Regions from separate parts of the Mus musculus genome. Here all the other regions are linked to region 1. A link is a contact called in public ChIA-PET and promoter capture Hi-C data. All regions are on one chromosome and are shown on one strand. Each heading gives the region's core, a stretch centred on a gene start, on an enhancer-like site or on the middle of the called end of the contact. The rest is flanking DNA. Distances are from core to core; before and after follow the strand shown.

Region 1 (5,414 bases), core at 919-3,418:
ACTCACAGAGACCCAACGGCAGCCTTTGCTTCCTAAGTACTGTTATTAAATGGTGTGTGCCACCATGCCCAGATTTTTCTTTTGTTTTCTTCTTTTTTTAAAGATTTATTTTGATTGCATTTAATCATGTGTCTATGTGCCTCTGTGTGGCATGCATACTTGGGTGCAGGTGCCTGTGGAAGCAAAGTTATCATAGTCCCTGGAGAGAGAGTGACAGGTGGCTGTGAATGCCCAATTTGGGTGTTGGGTACCAACCTCAGGTTCTCTGAAAGAGTAACACATTTGCTTTTTTTTTTTTTTTTTTTTTTTGAGACAGAGTGGCCCAGAATGACCCTTAACTTGCAGTCTTCCTGCCTCCACCCTCCAGGTAGTGAGATCTCAGATGTATGACACCATGTCCAGCCTGGCTCATCTGTGTGAAAATGAACTCAGTATGGCATAAAAGCAGAAGGCAACACGTAAAGAAAAAGCATGGATGGACTGGAGGGATGGCTCAGTGGTTAGGAGTGCCTACTGCTCTTGCAAAGGGTCAAGGTTCAGTTCCCGGCACCCACATGGTACAGATGGTAGCTCACAAGCAACCGTCTGTAACTCCAGCTCCAGGGGACTAAGGCCACCTTCTGGCTACCAAGGATCCCTATACATAGATGCTGCACATAATTGCATGCAAGCATACACACATACATATAAAAATCAAGAAATATAAAATAAGAAAAAAAAGCATGGTGGGTAGGACAATACAACAGACACATAAGCCTAATTATAACAAAACAATCTAGGGACTAGTGAGCTCCCTAAGTCGGTAAATGTGCCTGCCACCAACCTGAGTTATTGGCGGATGTGAGTACACACACACACACACACACACACACACAAAATGAATAATGAATGAATGTAAAAAACCAACACATATAAAAACAGTTGCAGGAAATACAAAAGTTGCACATCATGTCTATAAATTCTTTTTGGTTTTGTTTTTGAGACAAGGTCATCATACAGTCTGGACTGGCTTTCTTCTCATTATGTAGCCAAGGAGGACCTTGAACTACTGATCCTGCTGCCTCTAACTCCTGACTGCTAGGATTACAGGCACTTGCCATAATGCCCAGCCTCATTTTTGTATAAATTTTAAACATAAAACTTCCTATCCCACATAGAGTAACTGGATTAATAAATCATACACAATAAAAGGAAGAACAGAATAATAAGTATATGTTAATTTTGAAAAAATGAACAGTAGTGTTAGACATCACTACCAACATAGTTACTTTTTATGGAGACAAAGAATGAGGTGGGGTTCTTTTTTTTTTTTTTTTAAATAAACTCCAAGCATATGAAGCAAAACGATTTTTAAAAAGTCTTATTGTGTATGTGTGTCTAGGTATGTGCTTGCTACAGCCTGAGTGTGGAGGCCAAAGGACAAGTCTCAGGAGTCAGTTATCTCCTTCCACATGAGTCATTTAGCTGGCCCCAAAATGCCTTTTAAATTTTATTTGCAGTGTTGGAATCAAACCCAAGGCCTAGGGCTTGTCACACAAGCGCTCTACAGCTGAACACCGTCCCCAGGCTCTGCAAAAATGTTTTGATGGTTTAATCATGAGGTGCGTGGGCGTTGTTGTTATTTTCCGTATTTCTCCTCATGTCGCTAATACGTCCTAATTCACAGAACACAGTCATGCTCAACACTCTCCAGGACATCTTGGTGTACAATTATGTTGGAAGCAGCTTCTGGGCTAAAAAGGGGGAAGCCTGACGAGGCCACTTGCTGTTTTACCAGCGAAGTTGAACGGATGGGAGAGATGGCTCAGTTAAGAGTACAAACAGCTCTTACAGAGGCAAAGACCCGTGTTTGGTTCCTAGATTAGTGTGATCTCCGTGGGTGCCTGCATGCACATATACATATGTACACATCCACACTGGGCAGTGGTACCCAGCGGCTCTCACACATTGGTGCAGCTTAACTTTACAGACGTGATATAGGTGTGAGAAGTCCCGAAGCAGGCTGGGGACCGTGGGCTCAGCCCTCGGTCGGCTCGCCGGAGGTCGAGCTCCCCGGCTGGGAGGCCGGGCTTCGGGGCCCGGAGGCCGGGCGGGCCGCGCCGAGGGCGGAGCCGCCGCGCGGGGGCGGACCTCGGCGCGCTCCCGGCCGCTCGCTGGCTCTGGGGCCGCGGCGGCTCCTCTGCCGGGTCGCGCCGGAGGACAGGTTTCGGGCGGCGGCTTGGGCGGCCTGCGGACAGACCGGGTGGGCCGAGCAGCGGAACCCCGCGCCTGCCGTGTGCCTAGCCCGCTAGCGCCGGGCGCGCGCCATGGCCGCCTCGCCCGGTTCGGGCAGCGCCAACCCGCGGAAGTTCAGTGAGAAGATCGCCCTGCACACGCAGCGGCAGGCCGAGGAGACGCGGGCCTTCGAGCAGCTCATGACCGACCTCACCCTGTCCCGGGTGAGCTCCGGGGCCGGCGCGAGCGGTGCGGGCGGGTCCGCGCGGCGGGGAAGAGGTCGCCGGGCCGAGGCGGCGGCGGCGGAGCCGGGCGGGGGCCGCGGGTGGGGAGTGGGGCCGGGGCGGCCGCGGCCTCGGCTCTGGCCGGCCTGGCGACACCGAATGCGGCTTGCTATCTCGGTGGACGGGCCTCGGTGCGTTGAGCTGGAAACGGCCGAGCCCGGGGAGGCGGGCAGCGGGGCCGGGCGGCCTAAGCGGGAGGATGACCCCGAGAGGAAATCGCACGCAGCTGCAGCTCAGAGGCCGGACCGAGGCACGCCTGGTTCGGGCGGTGCGGCTTCTCCGTGGACACCCACGGCCAGCGAGCCCTTGACTGTCGGCGTAGAAGGCCTCGGGGGCCGGAGGGTCGCACATCCTCCCCGAGGGGAAGACTTGGTGCACGCACAAGCGAATCGACGGCTGGCCCCTGAGTGGCAGGGGGCCTTGGTACCACGTTGAGATTCCGTGGCTTTCCCTCCTTCGCCTCTTGGAGGTGCTTTCCGTGGTCCGGTGCATTTGCTCAGCATCAGATATTTAGTGAGAACTGACAGGGTGCCTAGCGCAGATGGTGACTGCGGAGGGACCCAGAGGAATGAGTAAGAGCGAGTCGGAACAAACACCTGGGAGGCTAGACAACTGGAGCGGACGGCAGGGGATGGAGACGGCAGGAGTGTCTGTGTAGACTGCAGAGGGTCAACGTGAGTGGGCAGCCTTGAGGATTCTGAGTGCTGGCCTTGAAGGCACATTGTCAGATGGGGGAGGCTAGGAAGATGCTGGGGGTGGACAGCTGGAAGCAGACGTGTGAGCAGATTGCAAGCTGGTTGTTTCCCTGCTTCCCAAGGTGCAAGCGTATTCTATTTTGGCCACCATAGTGTTTGGGATTGAAAAACAAAAACAAGAAAACTAAAATCTGTTGCTAGGGTTTAAATTGGGAGTTTTTTCTTTTAACATAAATTTAACATAAACTAAACTAACATAAATGTATAGCATAAACTAAACGGACTTACTTTAAAATTAAGAGACTTGGAAACAATCTTGAGTGTTACTTCCCTCAAGTGGAGTGTGAACTCTTTCTTGCTATAATACACTTTACACGGCTCACTGTTACAGCCCCCTACACCGAGACCACTCATCAGTAAGGGCAAAGTGGACTGCTTTCTGAACTTCCATTCTCCATGCACTGAAGGAAGAAGAAGAAAAAAAGGAATATATGAGAGATAAGAGATAGATACAGGATACAGATAGATACAGCCTTCTGTATAGAAGGCTGAAAATTTCAAGGAAAAAAATGTCCTTATGCCCTGAGCAGTTATACTGCTTACAGGTTGGCATCTAAGGCCTTGACATTTTGTGACCTTGATTAGACTGAGCCTGACAAGCTTCGGATGTATTGAAGAGGTGTGGGTAAAAGCCATGGATTAGTGTAAGGCCTGTGTTGATGTTACAAGGCAGACTTTATGCACACATACATGTGCTCTATGTGTCTGTATAGCTAGAGTTGGTCCAGTCGCTCATGCGATTTTGAGGCCCCCTTTAAATCATCCTTTGTGCTGAGGTCATGAGTGATATACAGATTATTTTTAAATGTTTTTTTAAAGATTTATTTATTATTATATGTAAGTACACTGTGGCTGTCTTTAGAAGAGACATACCAGAAGAGGGTGTCAGATCTCTATCACAGATGGTTGTGAGCCATGTGGTTGCTGGGATTTGAACTCAGGACCTCTGGAAGAACAGTCAGTGCTCCTACCCTCTGAGCCATCTCTCCAGCCCCCAGATTATTTTTGTGCTCTGTAGCTCGGCTGGCTTCTAGCTCGACATCCCTTTTCCTTAGTTCATTAATGCTGGGATCACAGACATGCACCATCAGATCTGGGTCAGATTTTTAAAAACAGGTCCTCCTAGATCCTTAGTGTTCATATAGTTTTGATTTTACTCATGTGTGTTTGCACATAATCTTGTGTATATAGTTCACTAGGTAGAGCGTCTATACACTCATAGACCAAAACATTTATGTGTGCAATAACTCAAGGTTACAAATTCATAAATCCAAGTCAAATTTCATGTAGTATGAGAAATGCTATTCTGATGCACTGAACTTGGGGTCTCTATGTGATATGTTGAATTTAATGAACCTGATCAACTGTGGCTTATAGGCTAATCCAGTTGCTATTTCTGCTAATTACTACAAATTACTACAAACTTATGCCATTTTGCCCTGTACCTGGGCCAGGGAGTCATTTGCATGTTAGTTCAGCCTGTGTTTTCTCCTTGACCAATGGGTCCCATTGTGTTTGAACAGACACTTGTGACAGCCCTGAGTGTGCCCAGGGAATTTTTGCTTATTTAGGTTTTTTTTCTTAATTTATTTATGTATATGAGTACACTTTAGCTCTCTTCAGACGCAACAGAAGAGGGCATCGGATCTCATTACAGATGGCTGTGAGCCACCATGTGGTTGCTGGGATTTGAACTCAGGACCTCTGGAAGAGCAGCCAGTGCTCTTAACCGCTGAGCCATCTCTCCAGCCCTGCTCCTTTAGTATTTTAAAGGCTTATTTCCCCACAGAAGTCACAGAATGAAACACTTCTCATAAAGAACTCCTGGGTCCTCAAGTGTTTGTGCACTCTCATTTGGAGAATCGTCCATGTAGTTGGCAGAGGGTGATTGGGTGACCAGTGTACTGACTTTGCTTACTGCTTACAGCAGGCATGTTAACTGATGGGCAGGCACTGCAGTGATCTAGATAACATTTCTTCTTAGCCTGTGTGGAGCTTCAGCTGCTCACGTTATCACGGCCAGTCACTGGGACTGACTTGAACACTACTGAGGGTCTAGATTAGCGGTTCTCAACCTGTGGGTCAGGAGTCCCACAGACGTGGCTGATCAGAGTTTTGCACTACAATTCACAACAGTGGCACAATTACAGTTAGGAAGTAG
Region 2 (5,414 bases), core at 1,174-3,673, 200 kb before region 1:
CTTCCTGGATGGAAATGACGTAGACTCTGCTCCTCTGGTCACCACCCATACCTGGCACCCTCGCAAACCCAGAACTTTGTTATCAGCAGCAAGTGATTCTTCTCTGCATGTGTGGGACTGGGTGGACCTCCAGGCCTCCTGATGACACAGCAGCTGCCCTCATGGGCCTCTGAGAAGAGGAGTTGTTTGAGAGGCTGACATGGACTGTGAGTGAACACAGCTCTACCACAGCCGTTGGCTTCAGGCAAGCTAGCCTGCCCTTCTTGTCCCTTTTTCTTACCTGTAAAATGAAGGTGTAGTAGGTACCACCTAGTGCTGTGGGGAGCATCACAAGAAAATTACCTGAGAACAGTTGGTAGGGCGCACGGCATAACATGGCTGGAAGCGACCATTGCCTCTAGGAGCCCTGCGTCTCCAGGTGTATAGCAGCAGGCTGTGTTCCTGTCTTCACAGCATCATGGTGAGAATCAGGAGAGCTGGAGTGTGAATGTGGGTGTGAACTTTCTCACAGAAGGAATCGATGTCTCAGGGCCAATAAACATCAAAAAGAATACAAGTAAGAAGCAATTAGCAATTTACTTAGTTTTTGTACACAAGACTGGACTGGACTGAGCCTACTGTTCTGAGTTATGCCCCAACTGCTTTCTTTTACTTCTTCCTATTTTGTGTGTGTGTGTGTGTGTGTGTGTGTGTGTGTGTGTGTGTGTGTGTGTGTTCGTGTTCATTACTTGCACGAGGGTGCACGTGCTTGGGTGTGCACACTCATGAGTATAGGCACCAAGAAGTGCTGGGAAGGTGGAGTCATCCCGAGGCCTCTGCTTTGCTAAAGGATGCACCTTGCTTTCCTCGTGCACACGTGACCTCTGCATGCTGACTGGAGTAAGCTCTGTCTTCCACTCTGGTGGATAAGGGTCCCTTCCTTATGACCTTGTTTAGCCTTAGTTCCTAGACCCCTCTCCAAATCTAGTCTCTCGGGGTAGGGACTTCAGTGTATGAATTTGCAAGGGGTACACACTTCTGTCCACAGCACTTAAAAATAATGGGGGGATAAGAAAAGTCTAACAGCTTTTTTTATAATAAATTTTTTTAAGATGTATTTATTTTGTGTGTATGAGTACACTGTAGCTGTACAGATGGTTGTGTGCCATCGTGTGGTTGCTGGGAATTGAATTTAGGACCTCTGTTCGCTCCAGTCAGCCCCGCTCACTCTGGCCCAAAGATTTATTATTATTATAAGTTAAGTACACTGTAGCTGTCTTCAGACACACCAGAAGAGGGAGTCAGATCTCATTACGGATGGTTGTGAGCCACCATGTGGTTGCTAGGATTTGAACTCACGACCTCTGGAAGAGCAGTCGGTGTTCTTAACCTCTGAGACATCTCTCCAGCCCCCATTGTTCACTTTTTTTTTTTTTTTTTTCCTTTTTGGTTTTTCAAGACAGGGTTTCTCTGTGTAGCCCTGGCTGTCCTGGAACTCACTCTGTAGACCAGGCTGGCCTCGAACTCAGAAATCCGCCTGCTTCTGCCTCCCGGGTGCTTCACAACAGGATCACGTTCAGAGTTTGGGAAGCATCCTCTGTCATCCTCGCCCCCCCGCCCCGAAGCTCACCCCGCGGCTCCCTCTACTCTGTTCAGTGGTGACACACTGATAGCTTGAAGTTGGCCTTGGTGGGAGGATTTACATCTCAGAAGCTGGCAGATATTACAAAGCAGATATCCGGGTTACAGCAGCCCAGCTGCACGCTAGTATTTCACTGGGAAAGCTGAGTAATTTAGAAGTCGGTTGTGAATGTAGAAGGTGCTTTGCTGAACTGTATCAGCCAGGGCCCGACCAGGAAGTGCAGACGCACACCCGCACACCCACGGGGTGACTGAGCTGCAGTTTGGGGCTGCAGAGGAAGTGAAGGAAGGGAAGCTTGCTAAGGTAGGTTCACAGCTGCAGGAAGTCGGGGCCAGAGGCCTCCAGGTAAGAACTGCAGGTGTCTTGTCTGACCAGAGCCCAGTTCCTAGGCCCAGAGAAAAGAGGGCCAACTGCTACAGAAAGTAGAGTGACAGGAGATCGGGATGGGCTCAGAGATTCACAGAGGCGACACAGACTTCCCTTCAGATGAGCTATGTGAGGAAAAGCCACCGATGGTGGTGGTGGGGAAAGCATTAGCTGAAGGAGAACACCAGGACTATGTGGGCCTTAAAGACTGTGAGAGCCTTCCCTTCAAGTCCCTGGACAGTGGAGTTAGGACACTGTCTGTAGCTGGCTCTGTTTCGTTTTCTTTTTTAGTTCTACATCTTGTGACCTAGCCTAGCCAGGTCTGTGTGCTGGGAGTCAGGAGAGCACAGGCAAAAACAAGCTAGAATTCAGTGCATTGTTCCCTCCCTCACTCCTCCCTCCCACCCCCAGGCTAGGGAAAGGGGCGGGGCTAGGCATGCTTACAGCGGCTGGTGGGAGGGAGACTGTTAGGCTCTGTCCCAGAGAGAGGGAGAGGGGCTGGGTTTGGAGGCAGCTGTGGAAACAGTGATGCTGTAGGCTCCATCTGTCTCACTTAGCCATTCCTGAATGCCATGCCGCACCAGCCTAGGTGTTATAACGAGATGCTGAACTGTATCCATAGGGCCTCCATTAGAGAAGGGGCGCATGGCCTGCAGCATGGGCCCAGTCACACACGGGCCTGGAGAGAGTAGGCTCGCACAGGGAAGGTGACAGTTGAGTTGTATCCTGTGTTCGGGCAGAAGGGACATCATTGTTAAGGACAGAGCCCCTACCCTAGGAGTAAATGGGAATACAACTGAGAAAGCGGGCTTGGGGTCTGTCAGTGAGGCATGCAGGGGCATGGAGGGTGGTCCTAGATTGTGCTAGGCAGCAGGAAGAGTGAGCACGCAGACACAGATGCACTTAACACACAGAGCCGAACACAGCTGGTCAGACACATGGCTGTCCTTGGACAAAATGGATGGCAGGAAACGAACCAACCCAGAGGACAGATTGTGCGGGTGCCTGCCTGGACCGGACTGTACCTACAGCAGGCAAAGTCCCAGGGACTCAGCAAGGACACTGAGGTCAGGGCTACAAGAGGGGGGATGGGAATGATTGTCTAATAGATGAGGAATCTTAGGCTTGGAGCTGGAAAGGTGACTCAGAGGCTAAGAGCTCCTGGTGCTCTTGGAGAGGACCCGGCACCCACACCTGTCTGTACCTCACTCCAGAGGGATCCACCGCCCTCTTCTGCCCTCTGCAGGCACCTGTGTGCACACATACACATAAATAATTTTTTAAAAATCTTTAAAAGGCATTCTAAAATAAATCTATGCCACTTTTGTTTTCTGCCCTTGGAAGAAACAAAAATTCTAACTTAATTTCTGGAATATTCCTTTTAAAAATGATCTCCGGGGCTGGAGAGATGGCTCAGCGGTTAAGAGCACTGACTGCTCTTCCGAAGGTCCTGAGTTCAAATCCCAGCAACCACATAGTGGCTCACAACCATCCGTAATGAGATCTGGCGCCCTCTTCTGGAGTGTCTGAAGACAGCTACAGTGTACTTATATACATACAATAAATAAATAAATCTTTTTTAAAAAATGATCTCCAATGACAGGTGTTCTGAAGTCTCGAAGGCTGCAAATAGCCATCCATTGAAAGTACTGGACTGGAAAGAGAAAACTGAATAGAGCCAGGTCTCCGAGGAAGCCAGATGCTCTATAGACAGTGCTGCTGTCGGCCCCTGCTAAGCAATGTGTAGAGCACCATGTCCCAGGAGTGTGCAGGTTAGGTGTGAAGCTTTCTAAAGTGCTCTCAGAGGCCAGGCCTGGTGGCCTAGCCCTCCATCCCAGCAGGTGGACACCTCTGTGTGGTCTACACACTGAGTGCTGGGCCAGTCAGGGCTACAGAGTAAAGTTCCTGTCTCAAAATACAAAGTAGCATGAAGACATTTTGTAACCCAATTATTTATCATTTATTTATATGATGTGTGTGTGTGTTTTATATGTGCACAGGCTGAAGCATGCCTGTGGAGATCAGAGGGCACAGGGCACCTTGGGTACTGGTCCCCGTCTTCCACTGTGTTTGAGGCAGGCTCTCTTCTGGTTCACTGCTGTATACTCAGGCCGCCTGGCCCTTGAGCTTCTGGGATTCTCCCATCTGCTCCCACCAAGCCAAAGGTGCAAGGATTACAGATGCACACACTGTGCCTGGGGGGCAAACTCAGGGCCACATGTTTGCCAGAAGCTCTCCTCCCTCTGAGCCATCTCCCCAGCTCTTTAGAAAGTGTGTGTGTGTGTGTGTGTGTGTGTGTGTGTGTGTGTGTGTGCGCGCGCGCACGTGCAGTCACATGTGAATTGCCTTGTCATAGGGCACATAAGGAGGTCAGAGGGCACCGAGGTAGCAGTCCTCACCTTCTGCCTTACCTGAGACAGGCGTTCTCTGTTCTTTTCTCACTGTGTACACCTGGCTCCGTGGCCCAGTGTTTTACCCACTGAGCCATCTCCCCAGCCCTAAATTCTTAAACTCAAAGAACTTCTGGAATACTCAAGCAACAAAGCCCAACAAAATGGTGTTTTCAACAGACAAGTTTCATCTGCGAGGGCTCTTCCTGCTCTGTGTCCGTGCTGTTATTAGAAAGAGACAAGAAGGCATGATGGTGCACGCCTTTAATCCCAACACTTGGGAGGCAGAGGCAGGCAGATTTCTGAGTTTGAGGCCAGCCTGGTCTACAGAATGAATTCCAGGACAGCCAGAGTTACACAGAGAAACCCTGTCTCAAACAAACAAACAAACAAACAGAAACAGACAAGAAGACACCTTTGCTATGGAGTAAAGAAAACCCCTTCGAATAAATAGTCTTTGTGAGCCACCCTGCTCTTGTAGTTGGTGGAGAGCTTGGTTGCGCTGTATTTCAGGATAGGAGGTAAATATTTCCCCAGAACCTATCCCCCTGACTAGCAACTCAGGGTCCCTAATTCTGCCCTTGGGGCTGTGTCTCTTACTGTTCCAAGCACTCTGGAGAGGAGAGCTTACCCCGATCTTCTCCGCTACCCAAAGGTTGGGACCCAGCCTCTGGGTCCCTGAAGTCTCCTCTGACCCTTTGTTTCCATACCATTCACCCTTTGGTGCTGCTCCCTAGGAGTCCCCTGTGGCAGAGAAGGCTTCCTAGCACCTCTAAAGCATCAAAGATGTCAGCAAGCACCCAGGAAGACTCATCGGGAGGGTCTTAGCCTCAAAGGTGCTTGCTTCTGGCTTCGCAGCAGTTGGGCTGCAGGCTTTTGAATCAGTAGTGATGCTGTTCCCGGGTCCATGGTGCTAAAACTTGTAGCAAGCCCGCTCTAGCCCAGTTCCCTCTGCAGTTCTGATGGCAGGTGGGGCTTTTCTTGGATATAAGGCTCACTGAAATGTCCCAGAACCCCTTGGTTTCTGCAGCCCTTGT
Region 3 (5,414 bases), core at 1,297-3,796, 190 kb after region 1:
TGGGAGCTGGAGGCACAGCTCAGTAGTAGAGCACTTGCCCACTGTGAACGGAGCCCTGGGTTTGAGCCCCAGCATGGGGCAGGGCAGGCAGGGAAAGGGAATGAGTACATATGTAGCTTTCCCTTTTATTTCAAAGGAATAATTTTGATAATAATAATAATGGTAGTCACAGACTTAGGATTTTAGAGACCCCTTATATTGCTGGAAGCAAAAGTTTATTCAGATTTCTCTGGTAGACTTTTTAAACAGTTCTGTTGAGAGTTCATTTAATTCATTATGGCAGATAGGTAGATAGCCCTGTGGGTAATACTATTTAATGCCCTGAAAATTATTTTAAATATTATATTGGTTTTCTTTGTAACTTTTACCTTCACACTCAAATTCGAAACTGACATGTTTTTCATTATTTGTCTCTTAGGAGGAGGTAAAAGTTTGTGCTACCAGCTCCCTGCCTGTGTTTCTCCTGGGGTCACAATTGTCATTTCTCCCTTGAGATCACTAATAGTAGATCAAGTCCAAAAGCTGACTTCCTTTGATGTAAGTTATTACATAAAACTATTAATAAAAATGCACCTTAGAAACACATGCCAGTATGCTAGGAAATCTTATTAACTATTGTTTAAATTATTAAAATAATTATTCTGGGTATATAGCTTCATGGCAGAGTGTTTGCCTAACATACTGCAAAAAATAAATAAATTAATTAATTAATTAAATAAAGCATACAGTTAAATTAAGCTGTAGAGTTAAGTACATGTGTTAAAACATTGTGATTCAAATAGCCATCTGTAATTCAAAGAATGTATTTTATTAAGAACTCTTAGCCTACATTTTCCTGATGTGGGTTTTGGGGTGGTTTGTTTGTTTGTTTTACTATAAATAAAGGGATTTCTTTTTTTGGCTAGTGATCATCATAGTTCTCTTTCCTATGCACATGTGTGTGCCTGTACACCTGTCTTTTTCCTCATTGCTGAGTTGAGGAATTATGACTGCTGCACTCTATAAGGTTAATCATTGCAAAGAGTTGGCTACAGGGTTACGAATCATACCATCTCAGTGTGACAGCTGGTTTGACTTTTCTTCTAAAGAATGTCATTGCAGTGTTGATAACCATTGCCCAGCTGTTCACCTTGTTCTAACCAACAGTTACCATCACAGCAATGAGACCTGTAAACGTAGCCAGGCCGACCATTGTGGTGCAGACCTTTAAGCCTCAGCACTTTCAGAGGCAAAAAGAGGTTCCTCTCTGTCAGTTAGAAGCAAGCCTGGCATACAAGCAAATTTGGGGCCAGCTCCAGTTACACACACAGACAACATGGTCTTTTTTACAGATAGAGGAGATGAAACATAGAAAATGGAACAGTGGAGAGCCTTTTGTAGTTTTTCTTGACACAGAAGCATCTTGCCATAGCACAGGCTAGCTTCAGATTTGCCGGATGGCAAGGCTGCCTTGAATTCCTAAACCTCCTTTCTCATCCTCCTGCCAGCTAGGATTCCTCATATGTATGCCACCACACCTAAGTGGGAAAGCTATTTTGAGTTGCATTTAATGTTAATTTTTAAAAATATGTGTACTAGCTAGATGTGACACATGCCTATAATTACCAGTACTTTAGAAGCTGAGGGTACAGGAGGGTCACAAGTTTGAGACTCAAAAGTGAAACTCTTGACTCAGAAAACAAAACTTAAAAATAAAAATGGTGCATTGATTGTTATGGTGAGGTATTTGTTTCTTTTGGAAAGTGTGATATATGACTTATAAAATATGAAACCTAAGCACGATCATATCTGATTAATGTATAAATAAAATGAAATTTAAATTATTACTCTTAACTTAGATTCCAGCTACATATCTGACAGGGGATAAGACTGACTCAGAAGCTGCAAATATTTACCTCCAATTATCCAAAAAAGACCCAATCATCAAGCTTTTGTATGTTACTCCAGAGAAGGTTCGTATTTATCTCACTCTCTTCAGTGTAATATTGCAACGCACTCAAATACATATATTTGAAGAACTTGGTGATAATTTTTATATACATTAATGAATTCTTGTATAACCTTCACTCCAGACCACAGATGGTAAAGTCTTCTCTGCCTCCTGTGTTGTTTGTTCTTTCTCCAGTTTGTTGTGAAACACTTAATTGACAGTGAGTTGCAGATCTGCCATTTTACCTCTCCTTTACCTCACTCTGCATTTCCTGACTGTATAGCACTCCCTTAGGAACCACTGTAATTTACCCGTCAGGAAATGTACAGTGACACATACTGTTACTTAAGCCATTAACCTTTCAGTAATGACCTTTGTAAAAAAGGGAAAAAAAGAAAACCCCTATTTCATCTCCTATCTAAACAGTTTCATTATTTTGACATTTTGAAGCATAAGGGCCAGTTTTGGGGACTGTGCCTCAATTTGAATTTGCCTTGTTTCCTGCTGATTAAATCCCTATTCCTCACGTTGGCAGGGATGCCACAGATGTGCTGTGTGCTATCAGAAGACAGTTGGCAGTGACTCATCCCATTACCAGTGGTGGTCACTGGCCAATCACTCGATCAAAATAGCATTGCCAGGCTGCTGCTCGCTGGGCTTAACGTTTCCTTCCCCTTCCAGCTGCCTAGTGAGCAGTTGCTCTGTTGTAGGAGGTCTCAGACTGTACAGACACCGTGGCAGACATCAGAGCCTCCCCACAAGCTTTAGCATCGTTGATGATTTGTTTCTTATTATTACTATGATGAGTGCCAGGTTGAGTTTACTGATACAATCCATCCTGGCTTTATGAAAGCCTTGCCTGATGCTGCGTATTTATCAGTGTGAACTTGTGGGTTCTTTATTAGTTTAGTAAATTATAATCATTTTCACTATGTATTTTGATGTTCTAATTGCCTATGTTCAACCAGTGAGGACGCTTCATCAACCTGACTTCTGTGTCTTATGTCCCTGTTAAGATATGCTTGTTATTGGCACATAGCTATCTATATGTGTAATACATAGAGTTCTTCCCCAATAGTATGCACATACCAAACACACATCTAAACTCCCGTTATCAGGCTGGCGGTTGCTCATGGGGAATGTGCCTAAGGACCTAGAACCAACCACCTTAACTCTGAATTCACGCATATACATCATTGTGTGCACAGACCCACCCTACACATGCACAAACACAAAATGAATACATGTAAAAAAATGTAAGTCCTGTAACCAGAGTAAACATGTGGTAACTCTCAGAGCTACTAGCCTGATAAGTAAAGCTGTTGGATGTGGATGAGGGCATTGAAGTGTCTGGATTGCCCTTTGCTTTTCTGCTCTCTTCACAGACTGAGGACAGAATCACTCGTGTGTGAGTAGTTCTAACAGGGAGTGACGATATTCATTCAGATGTGTTTACATCTCTCGTGTATCTCTATTCTAGGTCTGTGCAAGTAACAGGCTGATTTCTACTCTGGAGAATCTGTATGAGCGGAAGCTCTTGGCACGTTTTGTCATTGATGAAGCGCATTGTGTGAGTCAGGTAAGTTTCTCTTGGGATATCAGTGTGTTTATACCACCAGTAGTGCTCAGAGCCACAGCACTGAAGAACAACCCACAGTGGCTGACTGATCGCTCTGCTGCTTCACTGGAGAATAAAGTGCATCTTATATATCGACCCGAGAGATACAAATAACCTGAAAGCAACATTTTTTTTCCAATTAGTGGGGTCATGATTTTCGTCAAGATTACAAAAGGATGAATATGCTTCGCCAGAAGTTTCCTTCTGTTCCAGTGATGGCCCTCACGGCCACAGCGAACCCCAGGGTCCAGAAGGACATCCTCACTCAGCTGAAGATCCTCAGACCTCAGGTGTAAGTCGGTGAAGGTTGTGGGTTCCATTTTCTGATTCTGTACATTAGCATCACCTGTAGGGCTTTATCAAGCCAAGTGTCCAGATGTGCCCAAGGACAGCTAAATCAGAATATTTGAAATTGGAAGAATTTTTTTTTTTTTATTCTCAGTGCAGTAAAATTTGGGAACAAAATCTGGGTTTTTTTCTTTACTTAATAAAAGAACAACTCTAGAGCACTCTAGACGGCAGCACACATAAAGGCGCCTGCAGCCAGGGCTGACCGCCTGAGGTCAGCCCCTGGTATCTTTGAGAGAGAGAGAACTGGCACCTTCTGCCTGTTGCCCAAGCAAGCCCTGATAAACAAGCAAATAAATAGAAACAAAAGGAAAATCATCCCACCCTCTGCTTTAGAAGTGAGATAAATCAAATTCGGTCCTGGGTAACCCTGTTGTAATCCTTTTAACAGATTACATTTTGTGTATCTTACTTTGGCTTCCACACTCCACGTGCCTTCATGGAATGAGCAGGTAACCCTGCTTTCTCATCTTAAAGTCTCTAGTCCATGCACGATTTGAGAGCAGTCTAGAACCCTCTTAGCACAGCACTTTCACTTGAATTTCATCTCAGCACGTGCATCTTGCTACCTCCAAATCCATAACTAATTGGTAACAAAGGCACTAAAAATATTTGCCTATATACATTTAGGTGGTGCTAGGCTGTTGTACCTCCACCTGAGTTTGTCCATGCTTTCTGTGTTGTTAATTTGCTCAGCAGATACTTAACATGTTTGTACAGTGAGTTTTTTTCTGAGGTTCAGGGAGATTGCCTAAGGGAGTAAAGGCTGAACAGAATATTGAGGTGAATTTGTATAAATTTAATGACTTATTTTTATTTTATGTATATGAGTGTTTATCTGGGCACCACATGTGTCCCTGGGACCCACAAAAGCCCGAAGACATCGGATCCCTGTTGATCTGACTTTTATATACCATTAATGACCATACTTGAATGCAAGAATTATTGAGTTTTCAGAATTTTTTTGTGTATAATCACAAATTTGGAATGGAATGTTTTAATTTAATGCCACTTGTAGTGAGGAATATTTATGTAAATTTGGGGTGAGAGAATACATTTTGTTCTCATATTATGTGCGCTAATACTATATTTAAGATTAATGTTATACTTTAGGTTCTAATAAATACTGAATGCTAGAAATTTGTTTCTAGAAATGCTATGCTTCCTATAAAATGTTGTATTTCGATTCTTCTATCTGCACCCCTCATGGTTTTTATTGAGATGGGGTATAGAGTCTTAGAGTCTTGCTATGAAGCCCCAGTTGGCTTGAACTTAGAATTTAGACTAGGCTGTCCTTGAACTCTTGGCAATCTGCCTGCCTCATCTTCCCAAATTGCTGTGATTACAGATAAATCCCACCATGCCGGATTCTGTATATTCTCTCTGTCTCTGTGTGTGTGTGTGTGTGTGTGTGTGTGTGTGTGTGTGTGTGTGTTCATGTAGGTACTTAGGTTTGTACCTGCATGACTTTGAAAGCCAGAAATCAACCTGTCAACCTCAGGAATTGTTCCTTAGGAG
Region 4 (5,414 bases), core at 755-3,254, 160 kb before region 1:
ACTGTAGCTCTTCAGACACACCAGAACAGGGCATCCATTACAGATGGCTGTGAGCCACCATGTGGTTGCTGGGAATCGAACTCAAGACCTCTGGAAGAGCAGTCCAGAAGTGCTCTTAACCAATGAGCTACCTCTACACACACATACACACACACACACACACACACACACACACACACACACTGTGTGTGTGTTTGTGTTATTGAGATTCAGACTACAAACAGCTCGGTTGCATAGTTAACATAGCAAAGCAGACCTGGCCTCCAGGTTCTCCCAGCATCCCTCAGTCTACTTGGCAAACCCTGCCCTCTACCCTGAACTTTCTAGCCCAGAGGTTGGGCTTCCCCTCCCCCAGAGGTTCTTTCCTATATAATCCAGACATTTTGGTCCCTGTTTCTCTCTTCTCTCCCTTCTCTGCATTTTCCCTCTCCCTGCATGTGTGTGCTCTTTCTCCTTTCTCCTTCTCAGTCTCTTCCTCCTCTCCTCTGTCTCCCACCCCAAGACCTCCTTCCTCGGGACCAGTGAACTTGCCTGAGAGAGGCTTCCCCAAAAGCCTGCCATTACTTACTCTAATCTGGATTGAATTGGCTCATTTCACCAGCAGAGAAATAACTTAGCCTGAGTGTGTGTGTGTGTGTGTGTGTGTGTGTGTGTGTAGGCCAGAGATAGAAGTCAGATGCCTTTCTCAATTGCTTTTCGTTTTAAAATTTTTGATCTGAGTCTCTTACTAAACCTGGAGCTTGCCAATTTGGCTAAAGGCTTGCCAGCAAGCAAGTCCCAAGTACCTCCTCTGTCTACCTCCTCAGCACTGGAATCAAATGTCTGCTGCACCCAGATATTTATTTTGTTTTGTTTGTTTTCTGAGACAGGTTTCTCTGTGTAGCCTTGACCTGCAACTCGCTCACTCTGCTCTATAGACTAGGCTGGCTTTGAACTCAGAGATCTGCCTGTCTCTACCTCTCAAGAGCTGGGATTAAAGTTGTGCACCACTATTGCCTATCTGCACCCAGGTTTTAAGTAGGTATTGGTAACCAAACTCAAGTGCTCAGTATAAAGCAAAAACCAGCACTGTGCTTTGGAGTTATGAGCCTTAGCATTGCACTGTGTTTGCTCTGTATTCATAAGCACATCTCTCGTCTACTTGGAATTCATTTTCATCCTGAGCATAAACACCATCAGAAGCTGAGATGAAGCAGGGCAGTGGTGGCACACGCCTGTAATCCCAGCACTTGGGAGGCAGATCCAGGCAGATTTCTGAGTTGGAGGCCAGCCTGGTCTACAGAGTGAGTTCCAGGACAGCCAGGACTGCACAGAGAAACCCTGTCTCGAAAAAGCAAAAAAAGAAGGAGGAGGAGGAGGAGGAGGAGGAGGAGGAGGAGAAGGAGGAGAAGGAGAAGAAGAAGAAGAAGAAGAAGAAGAAGAAGAAGAAGAAGAAGAAGAAGAAGAAGAAGAAGAAGAAGCAGCAGCAGCAGCAGCTGCTGCTGCTGCTAAGACGGGAGAAGTTGGTGTTTCAGGCCAGCTTTGGGTGCCTTGTGAGACCCTGTCCCCTGATAGAATAAAGTGAACAGCTAGAATCACGAGCAGACAGCTTAGTCAGTACAAATTCTTGCTATCAAGCAGGAGGACCTGAGTTGAGACCCAGCACCCATGTAAAAACTAGATATGGTCTATGCCTGCCTCCCCAACATTGAGGCGGGACAGAAAGAGCCCTGGGGTCTGCTGCCCAGTCTAGCCAGTTGGTGAGGTCCAGGTTCTGGGAGAGACCCTGTCTCTAAAAGTAGGGTGGGGAGCAGTAGAGGATGACATCTGACAGTGACCTCTGACCTTGGCCTCATCTGTGAGTGAGTGCATAGGCAAGTGTATCTGGATACACAAAAAAGAGAGAGAGTCGGGAACGTTTGTAGAGAGAATCGCTTAAAAGCACCACCTGCCAATAAAAAGCCAATGGCCAATGATCTGAGGCAGGAAATAAGAGGCGGGACATTGGCAGGAAGGCAGAGGATTCTGGGAAATAGTAAGAGAAAAGAGAGCCATGGGGGAATAAGAGGAGATGGGAAACAGACTGAGGAGACAGGGGTAAACCAGCAGGTGGAGGAACTCTGAGAGACTCTGAGGAGACAAGAAGGAAGGAGCCAGTGAGTACCGAATCACTAACCAAGTGATAGACATAGAATAGATTAAATGGTTAAATAAGGTAAGAACTAGTCAGAGAGTGAGCCAAAGCTTATGGCCTAGGCATTTAATAATAACTAAGTCGTCTCAGAGTCATCACTCTGAGAGCCGAGACTGGGAAAGGAAAACTTGGAATTTAAAAATTATTTCTACACTCACTTGTAAGTTTCCAGGTAAACAATGCACAGACTGTCTGCTTCTATGATGACCACCCTCCCTTCGCCCTTAGCTTCCTTTGGAGGAGCCAGTGTGAAGCCAGAGTAAGTCCTGTGCTCGGGCGCTAAGTTCCAAATTAAAGATTGAAATGTTTGCGGAGGAAATTGTGCAGTGCCGCGGAAGCTCTTAAGCACACATCAGGACTTCAGGCAGATCTCAGAGAGGAAGAGGCAAGAAATGAATCTGCAGAGTAGCCCGAGGCTCGGATCCCTGCTTACAACCATTGCAAGTTCCTCAGTCTCCTCCTCACTCCCCGGGCCAGCCAGCTGGGAGGAAAGGGACAGGCCTGGAACGAGGTGGAGCCGGTCACACCTTTTTGTCTGAGCAGACAGAGCACATCGAACAGCCTGGAAGCTGAAGGAGGAGATGTGGGGAATTCCCTGCTTGGAGAAAGAAACCCGCGGATTAGACAGTGATTTGGGGAGACCCCGCCTACTAAGGAGGAACCAGGATGAGGAACAAACCTCGGAGTCCAGACTGCTGGGGAGGAGTAGAAAGAACACAGAAGTGGTGGGGACAAGCAGTGCTCCCTCCTGGGCCCCGGGAGGACACAGAGCCGGAGTAAGGATGGAGCGGGACTGAGATGGAAGCGTTTTCTGATGTGATTGTCCTGTGGAGGCATAAATCATAGAGTTGAGGAAGTGAAGGGCCCATGGGTGGCAGAAACATCACAAACAAGTACACCGAAGTCGCCATGGGAGAGGGCAAGACAGGCACCCGGCAGTCAGGGTCCAGAACCATCAGAGAAAGGGCAGAGTAAGTCAGGAGCACATGTCTCTAGTTCCACCTACCTAAAGGCCACCCAAGAGTTTGAGGGCAATATACTGAGGGGGGTGGGGAGAGAGAAGAAAGCAGAGGGAGGGAGCTGCAGAGTGGCCTAGCTAGAGTAGAGGTTCTCAGCTAAGGCCTAGCTAAGGCCTAGCTGTGACCCTTTGTGCAGAATGCTGGGACAGCCTCGGAAAGTGGCCTCAGGTGAATGACACCAGTGTGCTGGTTTGAATAGGAATGTGTAGCTTTAATTTTTTTCAAATCCTTTTTTTTTTTTTTTTTTTTTTTTTTTTTTTTTTTTTTGGTTTTCTTTATAGCCCTGGCTATCCTGGAACTCACTCTGTAGACCAGGCTGGCCTCGAACTCAGAAATCCACCTGCCTCTGCCTCCCGAGTGCTGGGATTAAAGGAGTGCGCCACCACCGCCCGGCTCAAATCCTATTTTTAATGATGGTTCTTAAATGCTTTAACCTCCCTTGTCGCCCACCACCAGAGGTAGTGGGAAAGAAAAGAAACGTGGAAGTGGACCTGTTCAGAAAGGTTCTTTGGAGCAACTCCCATCTGTGTTGTCTGGAAATTGGCAGTTCAGTTCACAGGTTAGCAGCAGCAGGTTGATCCACTCACAAACACCAAGCAGTCCAGTTTGGTAGAGCAAACAGGAATCAGCAGCAGTGGTATTGCCCAGCAGAGACAGCCAGGCCTCAGCCTTGGCTGGAGTCAGCAGGAGGAACCCAGAAGGAATGCCAGGCAAAGTTCTCAGCTGTGCTTCTCTCAAGGAAGTGCAGATCAGTGAAGATGCCCGACGGGTTCTATACCCTCCCAATATCACGTTTCTCCACGGGTCTTGCCTCAGCATACGTCTTGTCTCAGCACGTGAGTCAGTCTCAGCTGACATTACTCTGCCGGTCAGACTGAGTCCGCAGAAGTGGCAAGAAGCTGGGGCACACCACCAGAACTTTTTTGGTGCACTCCTGTCTATGGAATCTCAACATGTGGAGCTCAGTAAGAGATGTGAGGTGGACCAATACACGCATGTCCTTAGCAAAGAATCCTTCATCACGCGTCCTTTCACGTGCTTTCGTTAGCAGAACATCTTTTCAGTGAAACATTCCTTCACAAGTCTGCCTTAGCCTTTCACCCGTGTCCACTTTGGGAAAACATTCCTTCACGTATTTGCACCATCCAACACAACTGACTTTCCAAAGGACCATTGAGTTTCCACTTCAGGAATGGCCCCCATAGGTTTGTGTAGATTCCTGTAGGGAATGGCACTGTTAGGAGGTGTGGCCTTGTTGGAGGAACTGTGTCACTGTGGGGTGGGCTTTTAGGTCTTTTATGCTCAAACTTTGCTCAATGTAGCACACAGTCTCCTGCTTCCTTCGGATCAGGACGTAGAACTCTCAGCTCCTTCTCTCGTATCAAGTCGTGATGATATTGGACTAAACCTTTGAAACTATAAACCAGCCCCAATTAAATATTTTTTTATAAGAGTTGCCGTGGTCATTGATGTCCCTATACAGCAATAGAAACCCTAGCTCTTGGTTCCAGAGCTCTTGGAGCCGCTTCAAGGATATTGGCAGGAATTTGACATTGGGCTAGGACAAGGAAGTAGACTCAAATGCATACAGCTGAGGAATGAGTTCTTTGTATCCTGACTGTCTTGTTAAGTCCCTGAATACTGTAATCATGGGACCTTTGTTTATGCCTTGTTTGTTCCTTGACTACTTTGTCTTTGACCTAGAACTGACCCTATTCTTTGCATGTGCCTAGAATGGTATAAAAGGGTCTAGAAAAAAATATACCAGCTTCAGCACTGGCTGGGGTCATGTTATAATGTTGTCCAGTTGTCTTGTCTTTTTGTAAGCCTCACTCACTCCCATTAGAGATGGCTCAGAGGTTAAGAGTACTGATTGCTCTTCCAGAGGTCCTTAGTTCAACTCTCAGCAACCACATGGTAACTCACAACCATCTGTAAAAAGATCTGACTCCCTCTTCTGGTGTGTCTGAAGACAGCTACAGTGTACTCATATACATTAAATAAATAAGTAAATAAATCTTAAAAAAAAATTAAGGTACAACACATTAGGATAATCTCTAAAGTATATGATGTTTCTGGGTAACCCTCAAAATAACAATTAAAAATACTTAAGGTTTTCTCTTAAATAGGCCTGGCTAAACTAAAGATCTTGGGGGGAAAAAATCTTAATTGTTTGTTTTTAAAGCAGCAGTGGTTAAAAATATCCTTAAAATCCTTAAAAT
Region 5 (5,414 bases), core at 846-3,345, 140 kb before region 1:
CAAGAACTTGACACGGAAAACAGGATTTCTAAAAATCGAGATTCCTGGGCTGGTGAGATGGCTCAGTGGGTAAGAGCACCCGACTGCTCTTCCGAAGGTCCGAAGTTCAAATCCCAGCAACCACATGGTGGCTCACAACCACCCATAATGAGATCTGACGCCCTCTTCTGACAGCTACAGTGTACTTACATATAATAAATAAATAAATAAATAAATAAATAAATCTTTAAAAAAAAAAAAAAAAAAAAATCGAGATTCCTATAGTTCTCTTCCCATCAATCGCATTACTCCTGCAAGAGCCTCTGCGTATGCAAATGGGGTCAAAACAAAATCCACGCCTAAAACTCTCTTATTAGTTTTTACCTACTTAATGACATCATTTTTATTAAGGCTTGTTTGTTTGAGTTGGGGAAATGTTATAATCCAGAGCAATGAAATGTGTTTCTATGGTTTGATTCCCTACCACTCCCCTTACCCCCCCCCCCAAACCCTCTCACCCACCTCCACCCACATCCTCTGTCTCCAAATGAAAAGATTAAGTAAGAGACTGAAGAGAGGGCTCAGTGGTTAAGAGAACTGCTGCTCTTCCAGAGGACCCACACTTAAAGGCCTTTCTCCTGTGTGTGGGTTCTTCCGTGTTTGATCATGTCTGACTTCTGACTAAAACTGCCTACAGTGAAGCCACAGTAAGGCTTCACCCCCAATGTGTGATGAAATTTGAGCTTCCATCCCATAGCTCACATCTATTGGTAATTCCAGTCCTGGGGAATCCGATGCTCTCTAACGGCCTCTGTGGGAATCAAGTGTGAACATGGTATGCAGACATACATGCAGGTAACACACTTGCATACATAAAATAATATCAGAATTTTAAAATTGCCAAGCACATGACTTTAATACCAGCACTTAGGAGGCAGAGGCAGGCAGATTTCTGAGTTGGAGGCCAGCCTGATCTATAGAGTGAGTTCCAGGACAGCCAGGGCTACACAGAGAAACCCTGTCTCGAAAAAATAAATAAATAAATAAATAAATAAATAAATAAAAATAATACATTACAAACAAAACAAAAGCAGCTAGCTGGAGAGATGTCCCAGTCATTCAGAGCACACACTGCTCTATCCAGAGGACCCAAGTTTGCTTTCCAGCATCCATGCTGCCTGTAACTCCCGTTCCAGGGCATCCGATGCCCTGTTCTGGCCTCTGCAGGCACCTGCACTCATGTTCACATACCCACATGCATATATGTGATTAAGATTTAAAACAAAACAAAACTGGGAGCTGGATGTGATGTGATGACAATAGCCTAAAGCTTCACAGTGAGACCCTGTCTCAAAACACACACACACACACACACACACACACACACACTCACACACACACACACACACACACACACACACACACACAGAGGCTGAGGACTCAGCTCAGTGATGGAGTACCATACAAACAAATAAGAAAGCCCCCTATGGCAGTGCCTGATCCTTAAGGCATCCTCCGAGCAAGCTCAGTGCTCCGTTGTTTTGATGTGGGTGAGTGAGCTTGTAGGGTTGCAACTGGGGATTGAACTCAGGTCTCCCATCTCCATTTTCTTCCTTCCCTTTAGTTTCTTCCTAAGCCTGGTTGATGTTTGTTTTTTTCCCCAACTTTACTGTGTCTGAGTTCAGAACTTGCAAGAAAGTAGTTACAGACTTAATGACTTAATACAACGGAAACTCTGTCCCAGTGAATTGCCGTTCAGGCATGAGTCACCAGCTGTCTCGTCGCCATGACGAGGCATAACGATGCTAGTAGATGCCTGTGGTTTTAGATGCTGAAAGAATCTCAGATGCTCTCTGTATGTGAGCGAGTGTTATGCAGGGAGCTTCTGTGTAGGTTTTGGCCCTTCCTTGTCCTCTTCAGCAGATCCTGCCTTCTCTTTTTCTTCCCCTGTCCCACCACCCCTCCTGTCATGTGTCCGTGTCCGTGTCCGTGTCCGTGTCCGTGTCCGTGTCCGTGTGTGTGTGTGTGTGTGTGTGTGTAGTGTATGGCTGACTATGGAGTGTATGACTCAGCCATACTGCCTGGTCAGCGAGCCCCAGGGAATCTTCACGTCTCTGACGCCCAGTGCTAGGATTCCTGGTATGTGTCTGACTTATTTGTAAACACGTGTGCTGAGGGTTGAGTTCTGGTTCCCCTGCCTTTGAGGCAGTGGCACCTCACACACACCTATACTTTTTTCTTCAGACCAATCTCAAGAGCCCATCCAGGATGGCCTTGAACTCAGTAGGTAGCCAAGAATAACCTTGAACTCCTGCCCCCAAGTTCAGAGGTACTGCCAGGTACACCAGCTACTCCACCACTCCTGCGTTCATCCCTGTCCTTCGCTGTACTTCAGCACACTTGGTAATGTTCCTCCACTGGTCACAATAAGGCTATGTGTGACGCTCTCTCTGTCCAGAATGTTCCTCACCAGATCTAAACATAGGTAGGCTATTTTCAGGCCAGTTTAGCTTAAACTCACCTCTTTACCAAGACTATTCCTGGCAATTGCATCTGCCTTTGACCTCTTCCCCTGGCAGTCACTGAGACAACCTTTCTTCTGTTCTCCTTAAATGTCTTGCACAATTTCCTGTTTATTTGTTCTTTGATAAATCCCATGAAAGGAAAAATCCATTTACTATCTCCATTCTGTCACAATGGGTGCTAAAGAAATGCTTGTTGGATGGGTGAATGAATGAGTGAGTGAATGAATGAATGAGTGAATGAATGAATGCTTCTGCTTTCAGTCAAGGACCGTGTGATTCTAGAAAAGCATTGAATGAGATGAGGCTGGGAAAGAGCGAGGATGGCACTACCATGTGCTTGGTTGCTCACCATGGAGTGTGGATGCTCTACTCTGAAGAACAGGGTTTGGCCATCAGCTATTCAGGAGCAGAGACATGGTCAGGACTGGGAAAGGTAGACTTGGCAAGCACGTGTAACTCCTATTACACAGAGAGAAGCAGAGGTCATTAAGACAGCGCCTGGCATATAGGTCTTTAATAGCTGGTCATGGTAAATACTAGGGACAGCTCAGCAAACCGGCATTGACAGGAAGTCATTCTTCTAGACTCTGCCTTCCTTTCCCTTTCTGTCAAACTTCCAATCAACATATTTATTCTCAGAGCTTTTGTCCAGACCCTTTACGGATTTCTAACCCAATCACACTCCTGGAACTGGTGTCTCAAAAGTCTTCTCATTTTATTTCTTTTTTTCGAAACAGGGTTTCACTGTGTAGCCCTGGCTGTCCTGGAACTCACTCTGTAGACCAGGCTAGCCTCGAACTCAGAACCGCCTGCCTCTTCTTCCTGAGTGCTGCCTGGCTTTAAGATTGTTTTTTGTTGTTTGTTGTATACTCATGTATACCAGGCTAGTCTCAAGCTCACTATGTAGCCCAGGGTGACCTTCCCTCCTGAGCTTACTGTTTCTACTTCTCAAATGATTAGATTTTCTTTCACTTGGTTGAGACAGGGTATTAGCTCCAGCTCAGGCTGACCTCAGGCCTATGGCAATCCTTCTGCCTCAGCTTCCTGAAAGTAGGATTATAGGTCTGACCCATCACACCAGGCTCAACAAGTTTTTATTCAATGCTCCTACTCACCCCTTCTGCCAAGAGTGAGGCCCCAACCCAGGGGTGTGTGTGGTGTGTGTGTGTGTGTGTGTGTGTGTGTGTGTGTGTGTGTGTCTGTGTGTGTGTGTGTGTATATGTGTGTGTGTGTGTGTGGTGTGTGTTTGTGTGTGTGTGTCTATGTGTGTGTGTGTGTGTCTATGTGTGTGGTGTGTGTGTGTGTGTGTGTGTGTGTGTGTGTGTGTGTGTGTGTGTTTTCTTGCCTCTACTGGAATCCTTCAGAACATGGCCTGGGGCCAACAAGATGGCTCATCAGGTATAGCTGCCTGACATGGTACCATCAAACCTGACAACCTAAATTCCACGTGGTGAAAGGAGAGAAGCAGTCCTCTGAAACTGTCCTCAGAGGATGCTAAACAAACAAACGCATGAAGAAATAAGTGTAAGGCGGAAGCCATGTGGTTTGATTTGATCTTTAAGGAATTTTAGATCCCGTAAGTTCAGCCCCCTCCCCTCCCAGAACACTCCTCTGACTTTTCTCTCTGTGACCTCCTCCTGTTCAGCTTGGCTCTCTTCTCTCCTCCGTTCCTTTATATTGTTGCTGCCAAGTCTTGTAGTAGTTGCCTCTATACTGTGTGTGTTTAAACCATTGTAAAAATACCTTCTGCTTGTTGAGATTTAAAAAAAAAATGCCGATTTACGCCAAGCCACAGAATGGGAATACCATGGGTCTCCCTGGCCCCTCCCCCAGCCCTACTCCCTAGATCTCAGCTCGGTCTGTTAGGCAAGCCGGGTCTTGTTTCCAGCTCTTCTTTTCCACTCCCATGGCCATCATCTGAACCACAGAAACAGCGTTCCATCTGGTCTACTTAGCTTTCCCTTTTGGTTCATATCAGCGAACCTGGAAAGCATTCCACACAAGTCCTACCCCGAACCCTACAGCTATGAGAACAGAAGAAAGAGATCCACATTTCAAAGCTGCTTGACTTTGGGCAAGTAACTTGACCTTCCTTAATTCCTCGAGTGTAAAATGAGGGTAGTCACAGTCCCTTCCTTATGGGGTTGGGTGACGGTTGATAGGATGACACACATAGCTCTGGACAGCACCTGGAACACTATCTGCTCCATAAATGTCAATGACCACAATGCCAGTGATGACACTCCTTCCCTCAGGTGAGTTACTGATCTCAGTGCTTACCATCTAGGTGAAGAAGCTGGGTGTGGTAGCTTATGCCTGGGAGGCAGGGGGATTGCTATAAATGTAAGGCCAGCCTGGACTATAGAGTGAGACCCTCTCGAAAAAGAAAAGGAGGAGAGAGGGAGAGAGAGGGAGAGAGGGAGGGAGGGAGGGAGAGAGAGAGAGAGAAAGAGAGAGAGAGAGAGAGAGGAAATGGCTCAGCAGTTAAGACCACTGGTCTGTGAGCCAGACAGTGGTGGCACACATCTTTAATCCCAGCACTTGGGAGGCAGAGGCAGGTGGATTTCTAAATTCAAGGCCAGCCTGGTCTACAGAATGAGTTCCAGGACAACTAGGGCTATACAGAGAAACCCTGTCTTGAAAAACCAAGAGAGAGAGAGAGAGAGAGAGAGAGAGAGAGAGAGAGAACGAACACTGGCTGCTCTTCTAGAGGACCTGGATTCTCAGGACCCACATGGTTTACCATTTGTAACTCCAGTTTCAGAGGCTCTGACACCCTCTTCTAGCCTCTGTGGGTACCAGGCATGGAACTGGTGGAGAGACATAAATGCAGGCAAAACACTCATACACACAAAATAAAAGTTGTAAGAAAGAAAAAGGAAGGGAGGAAGGGAGGGAGGGAGGGAGGGA

The links. Promoter capture Hi-C pulls out the DNA fragments that hold promoters and counts their contacts. ChIA-PET counts read pairs in DNA pulled down with a chosen protein or histone mark.
Region 2: a contact with region 1 is called in an RNA polymerase II ChIA-PET map of effector CD8 T cells, with 6 read pairs. The contact joins the enhancer-like site here to the promoter of Crtc3 in region 1. A contact is called at or near these places in 11 of 39 promoter capture datasets (the HPC-7 cell line, embryonic stem cells, epiblast stem cells and 6 more), 5 of 115 datasets of contacts at active chromatin or transcription factors (the NIH/3T3 cell line, effector CD8 T cells and embryonic stem cells) and 1 of 9 other capture datasets (embryonic stem cells).
Region 3: a promoter capture Hi-C map of pre-B cells shows a contact between it and region 1, with 2.0 times the contacts expected there. The contact joins the enhancer-like site here to the promoter of Crtc3 in region 1. A contact is called at or near these places in 11 of 39 promoter capture datasets (the 3T3-L1 cell line, the HPC-7 cell line, embryonic stem cells and 5 more), 2 of 484 Hi-C or Micro-C datasets (gonadal supporting cells and liver), 3 of 115 datasets of contacts at active chromatin or transcription factors (bone marrow-derived macrophages, embryonic stem cells and fetal liver) and 3 of 9 other capture datasets (adipose tissue, liver and pancreatic islet).
Region 4: a contact with region 1 is called in a promoter capture Hi-C map of trophoblast stem cells, with 8 times the contacts expected there. The contact joins the enhancer-like site here to the promoter of Crtc3 in region 1. A contact is called at or near these places in 18 of 39 promoter capture datasets (the 3T3-L1 cell line, 3T3-L1-derived adipocytes, the HPC-7 cell line and 13 more), 1 of 15 datasets of contacts at CTCF or cohesin (pro-B cells), 5 of 484 Hi-C or Micro-C datasets (B cells, Th1 cells and embryonic stem cells), 14 of 115 datasets of contacts at active chromatin or transcription factors (the 230-238 cell line, acute myeloid leukemia, bone marrow-derived macrophages and 5 more) and 4 of 9 other capture datasets (adipose tissue, liver, macrophages and 1 more).
Region 5: a promoter capture Hi-C map of the HPC-7 cell line shows a contact between it and region 1, with 3 times the contacts expected there. The contact joins the enhancer-like site here to the promoter of Crtc3 in region 1. A contact is called at or near these places in 11 of 39 promoter capture datasets (the HPC-7 cell line, cranial neural crest, embryonic stem cells and 7 more), 1 of 484 Hi-C or Micro-C datasets (B cells), 5 of 115 datasets of contacts at active chromatin or transcription factors (effector CD8 T cells, intestinal villus epithelium, large pre-B cells and 2 more) and 3 of 9 other capture datasets (adipose tissue, liver and pancreatic islet).

The regions. Positions count from the first base shown.
Region 1 is chr7:80,685,631-80,691,044 of GRCm38.p6, reverse strand. Crtc3 (CREB regulated transcription coactivator 3) reads left to right here and starts at 2,168. Exons shown (of 15, transcript NM_173863.2): 1 at 2,168-2,438. The coding sequence starts at 2,307.
Region 2 is chr7:80,886,405-80,891,818 of GRCm38.p6, reverse strand. Wdr73 (WD repeat domain 73) reads left to right here. Exons shown (of 8, transcript NM_028026.2): 8 at 1-1,096. The coding sequence ends at 142. Among named protein-coding and RNA genes, the nearest start is that of Gm32112, 4.3 kb to the left of the region's middle. Within about 2 kb of position 2,423, at least 248 of the 459 cell types and tissues checked have an H3K27ac peak or open chromatin away from gene starts, as enhancers often do. A contact at or near this core is called in the HPC-7 cell line, effector CD8 T cells, embryonic stem cells and 4 more, where this site is marked.
Region 3 is chr7:80,492,528-80,497,941 of GRCm38.p6, reverse strand. Blm (Bloom syndrome, RecQ like helicase) reads left to right here. Exons shown (of 22, transcript NM_001042527.2): 9 at 419-537; 10 at 1,839-1,952; 11 at 3,411-3,509; 12 at 3,692-3,840. Among named protein-coding and RNA genes, the nearest start is that of Blm, 40 kb to the left of the region's middle. Within about 2 kb of position 2,546, at least 38 of the 459 cell types and tissues checked have an H3K27ac peak or open chromatin away from gene starts, as enhancers often do. A contact at or near this core is called in the HPC-7 cell line, bone marrow-derived macrophages and pre-B cells, where this site is marked.
Region 4 is chr7:80,843,506-80,848,919 of GRCm38.p6, reverse strand. No RefSeq gene overlaps it. Among named protein-coding and RNA genes, the nearest start is that of Zscan2, 15 kb to the left of the region's middle. Within about 2 kb of position 2,004, at least 50 of the 459 cell types and tissues checked have an H3K27ac peak or open chromatin away from gene starts, as enhancers often do. A contact at or near this core is called in adipose tissue, bone marrow-derived macrophages, embryonic stem cells and 2 more, where this site is marked.
Region 5 is chr7:80,824,997-80,830,410 of GRCm38.p6, reverse strand. No RefSeq gene overlaps it. Among named protein-coding and RNA genes, the nearest start is that of Iqgap1, 24 kb to the right of the region's middle. Within about 2 kb of position 2,095, at least 150 of the 459 cell types and tissues checked have an H3K27ac peak or open chromatin away from gene starts, as enhancers often do. A contact at or near this core is called in the HPC-7 cell line, effector CD8 T cells, pancreatic cancer cells and 1 more, where this site is marked.